2 separate regions of the Anas platyrhynchos genome follow, and region 2 is linked to region 1. Evidence: chromatin contacts called from public Hi-C data. All regions are on one chromosome and are shown on one strand. Each heading gives the region's core, a stretch centred on a gene start, on an enhancer-like site or on the middle of the called end of the contact. The rest is flanking DNA. Distances are from core to core; before and after follow the strand shown. Region 1 overlaps CACNA2D4 (calcium voltage-gated channel auxiliary subunit alpha2delta 4). Region 2 overlaps CACNA1C (calcium voltage-gated channel subunit alpha1 C).

The links. Hi-C and Micro-C count contacts between places; a contact is called where the count stands out from the background.
Region 2: a contact with region 1 is called in a Hi-C map of liver, with 2.8 times the contacts expected there. The contact joins two enhancer-like sites. A contact is called at or near these places in 2 of 8 Hi-C or Micro-C datasets (liver and subcutaneous adipose tissue).

The regions. Positions count from the first base shown.
Region 1 is chr1:64,515,833-64,521,359 of IASCAAS_PekinDuck_T2T, forward strand. It overlaps CACNA2D4 (calcium voltage-gated channel auxiliary subunit alpha2delta 4), which reads right to left. Exons shown (of 39, transcript XM_072039791.1): 18 at 5,017-5,103; 19 at 1,616-1,687. Among named protein-coding and RNA genes, the nearest start is that of CACNA2D4, 39 kb to the right of the region's middle. Within about 2 kb of position 2,814, at least 3 of the 8 cell types and tissues checked have an H3K27ac peak or open chromatin away from gene starts, as enhancers often do.
Region 2 is chr1:65,048,878-65,054,404 of IASCAAS_PekinDuck_T2T, forward strand. It overlaps CACNA1C (calcium voltage-gated channel subunit alpha1 C), which reads left to right. Exons shown (of 48, transcript XM_072039979.1): 33 at 1-85; 34 at 3,664-3,729. Among named protein-coding and RNA genes, the nearest start is that of IL17RA, 31 kb to the right of the region's middle. Within about 2 kb of position 3,049, at least 6 of the 8 cell types and tissues checked have an H3K27ac peak or open chromatin away from gene starts, as enhancers often do.

The DNA of each region.
Region 1 (5,527 bases), core at 1,564-4,063:
TAATTAATGTGGACTTAAATAAAATGTGAAGTGAACCAACTGCAGTACTGTAGCCAGAAAGAAGCAGTAAACAACAGTGCATCAGGAGAAAAAGATCTCTTGAGAGGAACAGGCAGACTGTATCTTAGGAGCCATTATGTACAGTGATCTGTAAGATAAAATAAATCACTGTTTCTCTGTGTACTGAGAAAAAGTTCCAACAGCCCAAAATATTAGAAAGATGGGACAAAAAGAAGTAAGATTTGGGTTGAAAAAAAAAAAAAAAGGAAAAAAGGCAACTGGAAAAAATAGCTAAAAAACATGGAAACTGGGGGGTTGGAACTACGTGATGGGGGATCAGAACCAGATATCTTTAAGATCCCTTCCAACCAAGCCATTCTGTGATTCTGTGAACCAGAGGCAGTAATTCAGGGTCAACTGTGTGATGGAGAAAAATTTGAAGGGAGAGCAGAAAAGAAGTTTGGGGCTTCCTGTTCAGAAATATCCTACTGCAGAGAAATGAAGCTCTCTACAGAGTAACAGGGAAACTGTGCTCAAACAATTCAGTGAAGCTCTGGTACTTGGGTAAAAGAAATGATACAAGACACAAAGGGAATAGAAGTAATTGCTGAACTGATTGGACTGAAACGTGTGTAAGTATTTCAAATGCAGCTGTTGGGGAAGGGCAAATCCATTGACAGTTGATAGTTATAAACACCAAAAATAGAGACAGATAATTTAGTTATAAGGTCTAGCAATGCAACCATCCAGGGGAAACAGAGGGGTGTCTTCACTGGAAAAGAGCATAATCTCAGCAATGGCTGAGTGCTTGCTTTATTGGAATTGCATGGGAGCAGCTCAGCCAGCCTGATGGCTGAAAAAAAGCCTGTCTACAAAAGATGGAAAAATTTCCTCAAATTTGGAAGACTTCTGGGCAGTTAAACTTGCAGGACTCTGGAATACTTCCTAAGAGGAAATGATGGAAGCCAAATTCTTTGGGAGAATTAAATAAACCCGAATGAAAAAGTAGCAGTGAACCTAAATGTACAAGTCCATTTTGCACTGATTCCAAGGCAAGATGTATAACCCTACATTAGAGCTGGTAGGGAACCTTCAGAAGTCTCCATTTCACTAGGAGTTTTCAGAAGATGCTTGTAAATATTTGCGTAGAAATTTAATATCAGACTTGGATAAAGAAAATCTCATTCTGACAGGGTGAAGAACAGTTTTCTTGAGTGCTTTTGGGTAAGGAAAGGGAGTCGAAAAAAAGCCTCCAAACCTCTTTCTGTCTAGATCAGCTCAACATGTCTTCCCCTCCTCTAAACTCTTGAAGATCTCCGATTCATTTCACAGCCCTATAAACAATGTACAAGATGATTTTTTGGCTTTGCCTGGACAGAGCAGGGAGCTGTGAGGCGTTTCCAGCACCTTTGCACAGACGGAATGCCGGTAGGTATAAAGAGCACTTCTAACGACGTTCTATTTTATGCCTTTAGCACATGTGTTATATATGCGGTGAAACAATAAAATCCTCACACTCTGAAATGCTGAGCATTAAAACCACATCCTTCATGGTTCTTCAGCATCCATTTCCCCTCCCTTCCCTCCACGTGACCCGAGCCTGATAATTTCTTACCCCCTTATCCACAGGGACCTTCACATCCATAGAGAGGTAGCCCGTTTCTCCATTGATCATGGCAGTTCTCAGCTGCAGAGGTGAACGAGATCAACATTAGCATCTCTGGGCAGAGCAGGACAGGAATTAATAGAGCTGCTTGACATTAATATACAGGGGCTGTGACAGGAAAGAGTGACTGTCATTTTTTTTTTTTTCTCTTCACAGCTTTCTTGCTTCTTTTAAACTGAAAACCTGTTCTCAGTGGTCAGGATCCTTGTTCAGTCGGTAACACGGAATAATAATGGCTTATGCTGAAAGCTTGTTGATATGTCTTTTGAGCTAAAGGAAAGGACCTGGAAGCTATGAAACTGACAGTCCACATTTCAGACTTCACCATTTGGCAGCCAGCAAGTCATTAGCACTGTGCTCCAAGAGCCTGAAAGAAGAGACACCTGAGAAACCCGCTGGCTCCCCCAGACCGAGTACAAAGCTCTTTGGCATCTTTTAAAACTGATTTATAAATTATAGGCTGCATTCAGCACCACTTCTGAGTTCAGCAAAGCAGCTGTTTAACACAGCAAAGCAAGGCTGTGTGATAGCCAGGGAGGCAGTGAGAAGACCACTTCATTCAATTCAGGTTCCAAAGGCAAAATGTAATTTTCACAGTGACTCCCAGCCTCTTGCAAGAAAGAGCCAGGAAATTTTTCCATAAGTGCAGAGGGTTTGACTTCAGGTCCAGCCTGCCAGAGCATATCAGCCTATTGCTTCAGCCTGGATAGAAAAAAAGGTGGGAAGTAGCTTATTCATTCACACAAATTGCTTCCGTACTTCCAGAGACAAGCTTCCATTCAGGTGCTGGCCAGACTCAACTGCAGTTGCTTTACAAGGCCACAGCTCTATTTATTATGGCTGTTTGATGTGGGTTATTTACAGACCTAGAATATAAAGCCTGTGTTTTCCAAGGCCCATGTCTTGGAAATCAAAACACTGCCTGGTTCTGTAACTCCTTTCTTGCTAAGAGAGTTTGACCTCCTGCCAGAGCCACGGCATGCTCTGTTCTGGCCTGACAGCCTGCGGCAATTTCTCTGGGTTCTGGGTTTAGTTCGGTTATTGCTGTTTCATCCAGATCTTCTCGAATGCCAGCCGTCTTTCCTTGCCCCACGAGGCAGTGGAGAAGTAAACCAGAGGATATGAGATCTCCTTGGATCTCCTCAGCTCCAGCGCCAGGCCTGTGCCCAGTGCTGAGGTGACAGTGTCTGTAGGTCAGTGGCACAGCCCAAGCTTGCTGCTTCTTCCTCGACAGCTTCTCCTGCATGGAGAACTCAATCAGCCACAGTCCTGGTGTCTGGGAGTCCCTGTAATGCTCAGTCCTCATTACACAGGACACTCCTGGCAGCGGTCGGCCTTCACTTTGACAAATGTGTAGCTGAATTTGGATGGAGGGGTTGTTTGCTGCTGACTCCTTTCCCCTGTCTACTGATGTGGTTTCAAACCAGCTCAGACATACGGTTTACCTGGGAGCTCTCATAACATCTAGGTGTTTGGCCACTCAGTCTCAACTTCTTTGCAGGCTAATTTCTTCTTCAGATGTTCTGTCAAGGCTGCAGAAACTTGTTCGGGTGGCAGCTTCCAGACTGCTGGGCAGGACCCCACAATCCCTGGTCCCTTCACGCTAAGAATAGCCCCGTGTAACTTTAAAAGCAACCCCAAACTTCCTTGCTGCCCAGCTGCAAATAGCACTGTTGTACATGAATTTCTGTTTTACAGACAGTGCCGTGTTCCCTCCCTTTTTCTTTCCAGCAGCTGGCTGTATTACACATCATTAGCACTTGGGCATATTTTTCCAGTCTGATTTTGCTGCTTATCAGTGTTGCTGAGATTATACTGCAACTGATGTTGAGTCTGTCATTGATCTAATACCATAGCTGCAAATCTGAGTGTTGAAACGTTGGCATCTTTCTGCTGCAGTGGGTGTATCTTGAGAGACTCTCAACTTGCTGAAGTCACACTGCAGATATCAGTGACTGCAACCTTTCTTTCTTCTGGAAGATGCAGTACAGGAACACAAAGTGGCTTTGTTTTGTATGCCTCTTTTGATGTATAGTTTCACTCTGGATAGTTTTATTCTGATTGCCTAAGGGCAGAAACCTTACGCTGAATCATATCTGCATTCAGGTATCAATGTTTTTTGTTTTTTTTTTTTTTTAATGTTGTAAAATAGCAAACTGTAGAGAGGAATATCTCTAAAAGCATCTTCAGTGGCAGAGCTGCTAGAAGACATTAGTAAACCCATAAAAAGACATAGATAACCCGTCAAGATCACTGCATGTAAAATCTCTTATTTTTGTCTTACTTTCCGTGTCTCACACACAGTCCCGTTGTGTTTTCTTTCCCAGTCTGCCACCCTTCCACTTGCTGAGTTCTGCCGGTGAGACCCTTTCTGCTTGCCCTGTGCTTGCAGCAGTAGCTGCTGTAATCCTCTTGCTGGACACTTCGCTTGTCCCACCTGTTTGTGTGATATCTATAGCATCAGATCCCTTTATCTCAGCAGTCTCCCCTGTAATCCAGAAACATGTCCCACAGCTAATTCTATCTTACTCCAAATTAATTTCTTACCATAGCATCTTAAGTAGCTATTCTCTCCTAATTCTTCTGAGTAAAAGAAAGCCAGCTACAGAGGAACCTCTCTGCCTTCTCGTTGTATCTGGGTACCCAGTTCTGAAACACTGCAACATGCAGCTGTTGGGGTGCACACTGTTTCTTGCTTACTACTTTTTAATAATTTTGCTTGAGAGAGTAAAAAAGGGATTTTCTAGCCATTTCCCTGTCTGCTATTGTTTTCACTGCTTCCAAAGATATGCAATAAGGTGTTTTCTGGAAAACTGTTTTTCTCAGGTGTTTATGTTCCTTATGCTTTTTGTCTATTACCAGAAGTGACCGCAAAGCTTAGTCTCTTTTGGAACTGCACTTTCTTTCTTGCTGCAGATCTCATTAGTTGAGCGGTTTCAGCTCTATCTCACATACTACACAGATGGGCAACATCATGGGATGCCTCCATACTCCTGAGCTGTTTTGGCTTTGTGTTAAGCTATGTGCAGAGGTGCAGCTGCCAGCACCGGCATGTGGGCCAGGTACAGACAGACCAGCTCCCTGGAGCATCCTCCGACTGCTTCTTTCCTCCTGCCAGCACTTTCTCTCCCTGTTCCATTGGAAGGAAAACTTGTACAGAGAAGGAAGGCAAGCACTTTGTAGGTGAGCATCAGTCTTGTCCTCTTGTAGACTACCAGTCTCTCTTAGTCAAGGTACAGTTCTGCACAGAAAAAACAGGAGTGCCCTTTCCTTCCCCCTCATTCCATGCAGGCAACACAGTAACCGAAAGAAGGGGCTACAAAAGTCTAAATTCACTTCCTGATACTCACTATTTCATCCTGGTCTTCCCATTCCACTTCTGAGAGATCTACACTGTTGTAGTTTGGCTTAGGCTTCAGTTTCTTTCCTTCTTTATACTGGCATTTATTAAAAAAAAAAAAAAAAAGAGAGAGAGAGAGAGAGAGAAAATAGGGAAAAGAAAAACACCCCAGTAAGTGGTAGATAACTTTTTATACTAATCCTTTAAGAAGTTAATATTAATTTATAATTTGAAAAACATGCATTTTTCAGTCTCATGTATTCTCTGACTGGGAAGGCAGTGTTTGAGTGCAGGTACCTTCTCAGTCCCATGCCACATATCTCTGTATGCAAACAGTGCAAAGCTGGGAGAGTTCAAGTGGGAAAGGTTGTTTCAGGAGCAAGGGACAAGCAGGAACATAGGTGAACTTGCAGGTAAAAGCTACAGCCTGGTTTGCGAGAATATTCAGCTAAATAGATCGGTACAATATGCTTACCTCCAGGAAATATTTTTTTTTCCCCACAGCTAAGAGTGTAATCCCA
Region 2 (5,527 bases), core at 1,799-4,298, 530 kb after region 1:
CTTCCGCGTGATGCGTCTCGTGAAGCTCCTGAGCCGAGGGGAGGGCATCCGGACACTGCTTTGGACCTTCATCAAGTCCTTCCAGGTATTCCTTCACTTGTTTCGCAGTAGGACGTAACCCTTTCATTTTTTCCCCTCGGTTGACCCTCGGGGAGGGTTTTCACCCACATGGCCGCTGCCCAAGCTGAATGGACGCTCATCAGAGCTGCACGTGGTATGAGTAAGCCTCGAGTAAACAGGGCTCAGGGTGGATGTGTTTCATCTTTAAAGCATGAGTAATTGCTTGAGACCTTCCTGAACCGCCTTGATAGTTCTGTTCAGGTCAATTACTGTCTGACTGTAACCATTCAATCTTTTTTTTTTCTTTTTTTTTCATTTGAGCTGTATTTTATATCTGTTGATTTAAGTGAAATTCACAGCTATGTGGAAGGCAAGGGCCTCAATTAAATTTCCATTAAGCCTTGTTTTGAGGCTTTCCAATCAATATTATAGGTGTGTAGCCCCCGTGTTTTCATCGATGAAGAATTTCACCTTCTTGGCCCTAAACCTTTGGCCTTGGTAACAAAGACAATTATTAAATTGCTGCTGCTTTTACCCTGGCAGCAGGTGCATTTCAGTGCTAGGTGAAGTACCAGAGCAGATAGCAGAAGGCAAAGGAGGCCAGACGATAAAAATCATCACCTCTGGAGATGAAACTAACACCAAGAGATAGCTAATTTCTAGAAAAAAAAGAAAAAAAAAGAAAAAAAAAAAGCTTCCAAACTAGCCACTAACCCACAGAAAAATGCTGTGCAGAGATGAATGCATTTTCCACTTGACCAGACTCAGTAAGCCAGCAAAACCTGGCCAAGAGCCAGGGCAGATCTGGAGGAAGCATCAGGGAAGGATGGCACAGTAATACAAATGGTGATCTAAACATGAGGAGAGATGTAGGGACACACTACTGGACAAAAGCATGAAAGAGTGACTTGCACAACACAGCAATCTTGAAACAGCTACCACATAGCCCTCAGATTCAGGCTTTAAATGGTTGATTGCATTTTTATTGACTCAAATGAGAAAGCAGCTGACCAACTCTTTAAAACTGGAACCTCACCAGCTATGACACAAGCTGAGACCAAGGCCTGCGGTGCTGTGGATCACCCTGACTTCTGTCTCTGTTAGCAGGAGTAGCACATGTTTACACCAGGGATCAAATCTGGACCTTTTCTAGTGCAGTACTCAGGTGTAGCTGTAGCATCAGGCTTGTGCAAATGATGCTCATTTTGCTCAGTCCTTGACTGCCAAAGGATCTGATATGGCACAGCAGTTTTCTGACACGGCTGCACCGTGGGGCCGTTTTCCCATTGCTGTCATGGTTGCTAAATTTCAGGTTGTTATTTGGGCAGCTCCAGTGGGAACCATTTTGTCTGCATGCATAGGACTGAGATTCCCTTGGCACAGCTCAGCATCCCCGATGCAGGGGACAGAGTCACACTTTCCAGTTCCTGCTTCCCCTCCCCATGCCCCCTGCGCTCCTCCAGCCTCCATAGCAATAGCTCGCCCTTATCCTGAGCTCAGCTTGCCAGGGCTCTTGGCTGGAGAGGATGAGATGGATGGGAAAGGGAGTGCCTGGTACTTCCCTCCAGTGACCTCCAGACCTCTTTGATTGGAGAGTCACTTTTAGGCAGGGTTGAAAGGTGGTGGGAGAAAGTATCAAGGGAGGTATCTTCCACAGCAGGGGGAATTAAAAAAAAAAAAAAACCTGCAAGCGTCTTTTCCCTTTAAAGCCTTTCGCTGTTTATAACATGGTATTCTCTGCTTAGAGCTCCTCCTCTTGCAAATTCTGGGAGGTTGCTTTAGGAGCTAAGAATAGCCCCGGCACTGAGCTCCCAACTCAGCCACTCTCACCATGAAAATCTGGGATCCCTGCAGACTTTGTCTGGCACAAGCTCTGCTCCGTGTCCCCACATGCTTCCAGGAAGTGTTGTCGTTCGCACAGGGCAGCCTCATAGGCAATGGACTCATGGAGGAGTTCAGATCCCATTGTAACTACGATGTGCTCTGTGCACCTAACGCCCTATATGTAGCTTGGAGCACTGCTCAGAGGAGTGTGTGGTGGGAAAATGCTCGTCAGGGTTTCCTCCAGCAAAGAGCAGGCTGGCAAGCGGGAGGAGTAGGAAGTGAGAGGGGTGCTGAGGGCAAGGCAAGGCCGTGGGAATCAAAAGGACAGAGTGGTAAAGCCAGGGAAAGATGGGGCTGGAGGAGGACACAGACGGGAGAGTGGAATGTGGGAGATGGGGAGCTGAAGGAGCCATGGGGAATAAGGAGCAGACATGAGTGTGAAGATGCATCAATAGGCTGAGCAGAAAAACATGGAAAGAAAATGGAGAGCAGGAGGGAAGACACTCTTCCAAGCCCTGTGTGAAAGACAGAACTGGTAAGGTTATGTCCTTGAGGTCCTGTCTGGACACTACCTTGGGAGCTCTACTGAGGTTCTCTGTGAATCACGTCCCAACTAGATCATCACAAAATGTGTGGAGCCCAGTTCTGAGCTAGTGCATCTCCACTGGCATTGTGGGGTAGCCATGTAGATTCATCTGACCCTATAAAACACAGAGGAATCTCCCTCTGGGTCTTGAGATGATTATTACAGACACTGATTAAAGGTTTAAATTATGGCCATTTTGATACTCAGATGTCTTTGAGGTGATTTCTGCATATTTTAGTCAAATCCCCATGGTGGTCAGTGAAAATTGTCAATTTAGACATAAACTGGAAATGTACAAATAACATCACATTTTAAAATAATAATGATGTTGTAGGCTTTTTATACTCCATGAAATGGGATGTTCAAAATCCAGCCCAGGGGCTCTACTGGCATTCTCAGGATGAATACATCCGCCCATTGCCTCTGAAGTAAGGTCTGGAAATCCCTGGCCTGAGCACTATATTTCAAAAGCAACAGAGTAGAAAATTCCTTCTCAAAGACCCAAGACAGCGAGGCCCTGAGCTGTGTGCCCTTGATTCCTGCTAGTGGTGGAGGAAACCGATAGCACTCAACACTTTGCTGATTGCACTGGCCTCTCCCTCCCGAGGCAGCTCTGCAAATCAGGGTTCTGCATTTCCTCTTCAACAGCTGATCACAGACACTTAGAGAGCTGCAGACACCCTCACAGACACCTAACACTGAGCAGAAGACAAAGCTGATGCCGATTTAGAGACTTAGGATGGCACCAGCCCTTGTAGGAGCCTTGAATTTGGATCTGGGCAGCTGTTGCATTTTCACTTTCACCAGACTGGATCCAAGAAAAATACAGTCAAAGGACATTGCCATTTGGGACAGAATCAAATCGGTTACAGTAGTTTTCTCTTCATGGTAAGCAGCTGTGGACGCTGTTTCTGGCCTGTCTTACCTCACTGCCAAGGGCAGGAGCGACTTGCAAGAGGCAGAGCCACAGCACCGTGAGTGGGAGCCTGGCAGAGCTGGGTGGCAGCAGGGTGGTGGCGCGGAGGGCGAGCAAATATGGTCCTGTAGAGGCATCTAGTGGCCAGCTGGATGAATTACAGACTCCACGTTTCGGTCAGTCTCTGCCCAGTTTCCCCAAAGCTAGGAGCAAGAACCCGGCTCCGTAATGCCAGGCTTGGTGGAGACACGGTGCTCTCTTTTTTTTTCGTTTCTAGGCTCTCCCCTATGTGGCTCTTTTAATAGTGATGCTATTCTTCATCTACGCTGTGATCGGGATGCAGGTAAGTGGTACTAAAGGTTCAACTGTTTCTTTCTCCTCCTGTTAGAGTTTTGGGGGCTGATCTATAATGTCACTAGATCAATGTGTGGTTATAAAGGTTTACAAGAACATTTTCTCCAAGCAAGGTAAGAAGGCAGCTGCTTGGTTGGAACACATTGTCTGCCTATGCACTGCCAAAAGGATCACAACACGCTCCAACAAAACCAAAAAAATCGATCCATTTAATGGCAAAATATGATATGCAAACAATAAAAGGAATGTGCCAGCACTCCACACTCCAAAGGAACACCCAGCAGCTCTGGAAAAGGTGAATTAGTGCCTTGCTCATTGGCTTAGAAGAGTTGTTTCAGTGGGCTCGTGGCCATGCTGCAATGAACAAACCCCATTTTTCTCTTGCATCACTTTCACACTGGCCTAACTCCATTGGGTTGTAAAGAGCAGCATTTGATTTACACCCGTGAAGGCAAATATGGGATCAGAACCAATGTACCGACCCTGTGTCTGTGCCAGTTCTTCAGGAAGCTGCATCAATACAATATCCTATTCAGTTTGCAAAATGAACTTGGAACCAGCCCGAGCATTCATCTGTGCAAGGAACTGATGTTGCATACAGACCATTGAAGACAGCATGCGATGCAGGCATGGTCTGTGACAGTCCCAGCCTCATTTGCTGTGCTTTTCAAACTAAGCTTCAGTTTCCACTTCTGTGTTAATCAAAGATCTCAGACAAGTCAGCCATCTGGGACGAGAGACCAAACTATAGAAAGGCAGGCATAATTACTTCCAGAGGCCTTTAAACATGACGGGCTTCTTAGTTTCACAATTCAGAAAGAATTTCTAACAAAATTAATCTCACCTCTGTGACCTTATTTTAATTTGTTTCCTGTTTTTATAATCACATCTTTTCACAGACTCCATCCACCCTCCCCCAGTCTGAAAAATAAAACTAATCATTTCTTGAATTATCATAGGTTATCTCAATTGCCCCTAGTAATTACAGCTGTCATTTAATCTGCTGGGCTCATTCTTTAAACTTGCTGCTTTGCCTTTAATACCTAACTTGTTCAAGTGGACAAGATCTTTACAGGATTACCTATGCTATACAGAAAATCACTTGAGATTATTACGCTAGTGTTACATAGCTACATAAAGCATTAAAAATGATTTCCCAGCACCTACCCAGATGGGGGTTACGATGATCATGGCAATGCCAGGGTTAGATAGATTATTCTGTAATTCTATTCCCTTTTCTATCAGCAAATTCTGAGTTGGAAATCTAATCCTTAGCAAATGCTCAAACCTCTGGTTTAACCATCTCATCAGCCTGAAGATCATACATCTCTCCTTCACATGGATCTAGGTCACTAGAGTGCTTTCTGACCTCCTGCCTTCCAACAAAAAAAACAGCTCTTCTCATCTCCTCTCTTTGCTCATAGCCCTGTTACTTCAATTTTTTGTCAAAATGGCGTTTCAACATTTTGTGTGCTGCTCTCTTGAACCTGCAGACAGGTAGACTTCCCTCACACATAGGGACACGTAGGAAGGAAACTTCCCCACTCCATTGAGCAGCTTCCATGAAAGCTGAGAGGTACCAGATCTGACAGAATTGTAAGAATTACCCACGTGAACGAGACCTTCCATTTTATCTCAGCTGCTCCCCTGACTTGGAGCCTAACAACATTTGAGCCTTGCTATCCAACGTGCCCAAGGGGAAAAATCCAAAGTGATGTTGACAGATGGAGCCACTAACGTAATGGCTTAGGAGGCACAGGCTGAAGAGGCCACGAGAGAGGAACCTC